2 separate regions of the Oryzias latipes genome follow, and region 1 is linked to region 2. The links are chromatin contacts, called in public Hi-C maps. All regions are on one chromosome and are shown on one strand. The core of a region is the stretch at or near the end of the contact, and the rest is flanking DNA. Distances in the headings are between cores, read along the strand shown. Region 1 holds the start of LOC101166820 (zinc finger protein 346). Region 2 holds the start of LOC101163757 (arachidonate 15-lipoxygenase B).

Region 1 (2,700 bases), core at 121-2,620, 360 kb before region 2:
TTTCTTTTGTTTTAATACGAAACATCTGTAGATAATACTAAAAGCATCTGTTTGTATTCATTTAAACGTTTTACCTCAATATAAAGCAATACCCAAACTATGCCCAACGCATCAGCAGTTCCCTCTCTGCAGTAATTTAATCCAAAGATTCTGCTGAGACAGCAAGAAATGCAGTAAATAAAACAAAAAATAAAAGATATTTTTCCAAAGGCTGATGTTATTTGCACACATTTAACTGATGGTATTTTAACCCTATAATGTGGTTCCGTTACCACCATTACACTAACTGTAACCTCGCCCTTAACTGTCAAATGTCTATCCTGAATCCAGATCTGTTTGATTATAAACATTTCACTTAAGATTAAGAGAGATTTTAACAGAACACAACAGGAAAATGAATTTTAATTTTTCTTTTGATGCATGTAAGGCTAAACAAGGACATAGATCAAAAGATAACTTTAAAAAAATAGGTGTTTTAAATAATAGGTAGAAATGATGTTGAAATTTCCCATCTGCAGCTGCTGGAAGCTGCTGGAACTATGCTGTTGGATGTTTGGGAAACTTGCATTGATTCTGTGTGATTGCTGGATGTTTTATAGATAAATGTTTTCATGTTTAAATCATTTTAACACTTTTATTTGTTGAACATTCTTTGTTTTTAATGAATGAAGGATGCACTCATCAGAAAGCACATTTTTGTTTCCACTTGTTATATTTGTAATGGCAACAAAATTATCTTATTATCAGCATGAAGAGGGGGAAAAAACTTGAAATAAAGTATATCAGCATACAAATGATTTTGATTCAACTTTATTTAATTTTTAATGGAGCTCTTCCAAGATCTGAGCATCTCACTTTCTCAGATGTGGGACATTGATTCAGGACAGTCAGTGACACGATGGACCGAGGGAATTTTTACAGGCTGGAAGTTCAAGCTAGGTGTGTCTCCAAAATTGCTTCTGAGTTCAATACTGTCTCAGTTGACGACAGTCTGGTCACTTTTCTCCACGGACCAGAGCCCGTCAGTCAGCGGATGCAGACTCCCTGTCATCGACCTTGGATCCACTGCGGCTAGCTTAGCTTAGCACGTTAGCCATCATCCTGGCTGGAGCGTCGGCTAATGTTTGGCTTCAGGAAGCTAACGTCAACATTAGCTCAGATGGTTCCAACTGGCTAGCTTACAAATAAACACACCGACGACTTAACCAGTAAACTGTTACTCGAAATTATAGAAAAGAACTAGGACTAACCTTTCACAATCTCCGGAGACAAGCAAAGAAAATTGTCGCTGTCTAGCTCCGCCATGATTATCACCTACAACCAGCACCGCTGTCCGTAGCTTGCGCATGCGCGATGTTTACATTCCCAAGAAGGCTGCAGAGCATCAGAGCACGCGGGCCTGAATTTTATTAGTGTAAGATCTGTGATTTAAGACTTTTTGACGGCCAATGATGTAGTGACACTCTTTACAGAAACAGCTGATATATCAGTATGAAAGAAAAAGATCCTTAAGGACGTATGGTAAATATGAAACGATGATGTGCAGAATATCAGTCGATTTATGATCTTTGATATATACTGTCAGATGACATACATAGCACATAAACACGGATTGTGTCTGTTATTATTTACTAATTGTGTATATTATAGTTTCCGCATTGTAGCGCGTTTTGGCGATAATAGTTCAGCTTAAATAACTCTCTTAACTTTTCCTATTCATTCTCTATGGTAGTTCTTAGATGTAATACACTTTTTCACCACTAGCAAGATCTTGGTGGCGCTGTTTCCACATCGTCTCTTAGTAGTAAGGATTTTACAGGACAGATTAGATCCGATCGCTTTTAAAACACAAGAGCACAACAAGTTAAAGTCTCATGTAAGTAAAAAAATAAAAATAAAAAACAGGACAAAGTCTATAATTTGAAAACATTTCTCTTCCCGTCATTGTTGAACATGAGGACTGAAACTCCAACGGTGAGGGTAACAGCTGGGATGAGAGGAACGTGTTCAAACTAGAAACTCACTTTGTCCAGTTAAGTGTGTTTTCAAAACCTTATTCATTTAACCAAATGTAGTGAGGTGAACAGGGGTTACATTACATTTTCTATGTTATTTTTATTATGCATGACAGGGGTGACAGTATTTCATTATCCAGAAAAGAGAAGATGGATATGCATCATTTATCCTCAGGAATCCCTCAGGTTTCAGGCAGCAAAATGTTCCTGCTCCAGCAGTACCTGAAGAAGAAAGAGGCTCAGAACCTGCTCTTCCTAAACCTTCTTCTAGTCCTCCAGGTCTGTGGCAGACTAGACGTTCATGCTGACGTTAGGAAACATGGTAGAAATGATGTTTCCCATCTTTTCAGTGTCTTCTTTAATAATAATAATAATAATAATGGATTGGATTTATCTGCGCTTTTCAAGACACCCAAAGCGCTTACATTGTGTCCATTATTCATTCACTCCTCATTCATACTTGGTGATGGTAAGCTATGGTTGTAGCCACAGCTGCCCTGGGGCAGACTGACAGAGGCGTGGCTGCCATTTCGCGCCTACGGCCCCTCTGACCATCACCGGGATCATTCATACACATCCACACACCAGTGGAGCCACACTGGAGGCAAGGAGGGTGAGGTGTCTTGCCCAAGGACACAACGACATTTTGGCTGGAGGGAGCGGGGATCGAACCGCCAACCCTTCG
Region 2 (2,731 bases), core at 185-2,684:
AGAAGAGAAGGAAGGCAGGATTTAACCAGGGATGTTGGGAGGGGATCGAGCAGATGTCCGCTCTCACGCAGGTGAACCCATCCAGTTCAATGTAGCTGTCACGTGTCTGCACACGGAGCCAGTGTATCTCTACAACATCCATACATGGTCTTATCACCCTCTCATATTGGACAAAATATTATCTGAGCTTCTTCATCCACTAAATCATCTTCAAATGGACACGCCATGCTCCTTCACCTCTCTGAAAACAAACTAACCTCCAACTTCTAAACCTGCTCCAGACCAGGTTATGTTCAGAGCATACCCTTAAACATACCTCTGTTTTTGGAACCGAAAGCTGAGGTTATCCGCTTCCTTAGCCTCAAATTTACCGTGGTAACTCACATAACCTGCTTTCTGGAATCCCCCCGGGATCTAATCTGGCCGCAAGATTGTTGTTGTTTTCTCTTCCTGTAAAATCCTTACCAAAACGATGTGGAAACAGCGCCCCCACAATCACGCTAGTGGTAAAAAAAAAAAAGTATATTACATCCGTAGTGTTAAGAACTACCATAGAGAATGAATGGGAAAAGTTAGCTTAACCATTTCACGTGCATAAGGCTTGTGAAATTAGCACCCTGGTCTATCTCTTGCATGAATAGATTTTGTATCAAAACAAAATTTGTTAAAAATTAACAATTATTCACAAAAAATGAAAAAAAGTCCATTCCACTACAGATGTGTGATCCATATGATGAAATGTTACCGCTTATACAGTCAAGGGGATGTAGCTCAGTGGTAGAGCGCATGCTTCGCATGTATGAGGTCCCGGGTTCAATCCCCGGCATCTCCATTTTACACTTTGATAGAATCCATGCTTTGCCGCTGTGACAAAAAAATGATAAATATATAAATATGTACATATATTCCCTGACCGATGTGGCAGCAGCATATCCTCCGTATGGAGAGAGCAAAATGTAACTGGTTCCACTGGGGCTCGAACCCAGGACCTTCTGCGTGTAAAGCAGACGTGATAACCGCTACACTATGGAACCTACGCTTATCTAAACGATGATGTTTTTGAGATAATAACATGTCCAGGTCAGAGAAACTATGTAAGATTCGCGAGGAGGGCGTTTATGATCACATAGACACAAACGAACAAAGTATTTCCACCTATAACTTCAACAGCGAAATGTCTCCCGCCTTGCAGTACAATTATGAATGCAATTGAAAAAAGTACAATTTTTTTTTCAGATTATATATATTTTTTTACTAAAAACACAAAACTAACTACTAACTAACTTTTTTTTACTAACTAACTAACTAACTAACTAACTAACTAACTAACTAACTAACTAACTAACTAACTAACTAACTAACTAACTAACTAACTAACTAACATGGCAGGCCCTCCTTCCTAAGACATCCCGTATTTCCGCTCCGCGGGGATCTTCCCCAAGTATAAAACTGTCATTATCTGACGTGGAGGACGTAAACACACCTGGGCACCACGCGGACAACAGCACGCGGCGCTCTGCTGGTAAGTTCAGCCAATCCCCTTTTCTGACGCATTGCATACATTTAGCCAGGGTTTGGTGTACCATGTTTGTTTTTGTTGACCAACCATCACAGTAATATTTTAAAACAAGTTTTGTTTTTTTTACTTTATTTTGTGCAGCCTTTTAAATTGAAAGACTATGGCTAAAAATCATTATTGCAATGATTATTTAAAGTCTTATAAGCCCTTTACTTTTTTTTTTAATGTATAGCATAAATATTTATAACAAGAAAAATATAATGTTCCGTTGTCCATGAAACAGATGTAGACAAAAAAAGAGTACAGCAGGTGAGATGAGGAAGTGACCTTTAACATAAAAGAGTGCTGTGTTTTCTTGTTTTTTTGGGGGCTGCTTTGTTGATGACCTTCCTAACTGTTGATCATTTCCAAGTCAAAATGGAAAAAACAAATGAGAAGCTTTTATAGGCGGAGCAGATCATTGGTAAACTCAAAGAGACAAACACTGAGCCACACAACAGGAAGGAGGCCGTCGGCGTCTGTCAAACAGAACAAAGAAAAGTCTTTATGGTTGGAGTCATGCAATAACACTGAGTGGGAGGGAGACCAGTCTCTATCTTCACACCTGGATAGTTAAAACTCATTATTACTGTGTGCAACAAGGTGGAAAATGCAAAGTCAGTTATTACCATATTCACAAGAATTACATTTGTCACAATCAGACTATCTGAGCAAAAGAATTTGGTCAAAAAAGAGATTTTTGGTGTCAGGAAGGAATCAGATGAACCGGCAACTTCCAAACTTTGTCTGAAGACAATTAGAGACAGTTAGATAAATGTGTCATTTTATTATGACAAGATTGACACGAGACAAACTTTAAGACAACAATATTGCAGCCGTTGCCCAAAAACATCCTGATCTAGATCAGAAAAAAGTTGTTTGCTGACAAAAATCTATTGGAGAAGCGGATTAACTGCTAAATAATTATTCTAAAAAGCTTCTTCCCACAAGTTGTGAGACAGCTGTGAGACTGTCCTCCTCATGCATACATGCTCTCACAAACTCCACTCTGCAATAAGACCCAAAGGATTACCCCCAACCCCCCAAACTCTACCCCCTCCATAAACAGGACTGCTGCTAAACGCACATAAGTCACTTTAGTCACACTATTTTATTTTTATTTATATTTTATTCTATTTCATCTGTATTTATCTTATTTTACTGCCATTTTTA

Evidence for each region. A called contact is a pair of places that touch in the nucleus more often than the background predicts.
Region 1: a Hi-C map of embryo shows a contact between it and region 2, with 15 times the contacts expected there. The contact joins the promoter of LOC101166820 here to the promoter of LOC101163757 in region 2. A contact is called at or near these places in 2 of 5 Hi-C or Micro-C datasets (embryo and gastrula embryo).

The regions. Positions count from the first base shown.
Region 1 is chr14:24,398,782-24,401,481 of ASM223467v1, reverse strand. LOC101166820 (zinc finger protein 346) reads right to left here and starts at 1,370. Exons shown (of 7, transcript XM_004076766.4): 1 at 1,251-1,370. The coding sequence starts at 1,305.
Region 2 is chr14:24,040,340-24,043,070 of ASM223467v1, reverse strand. It overlaps LOC101163757 (arachidonate 15-lipoxygenase B), which reads left to right and starts at 1,434. Exons shown (of 14, transcript XM_004076760.4): 1 at 1,434-2,731. trnav-uac (a tRNA gene) reads right to left here and starts at 1,034; the gene lies at 962-1,034. trnaa-cgc (a tRNA gene) reads left to right here and starts at 761; the gene lies at 761-832. It overlaps LOC105355671 (a long non-coding RNA gene), which reads right to left and starts at 146. Exons shown (of 3, transcript XR_002874671.1): 1 at 1-146.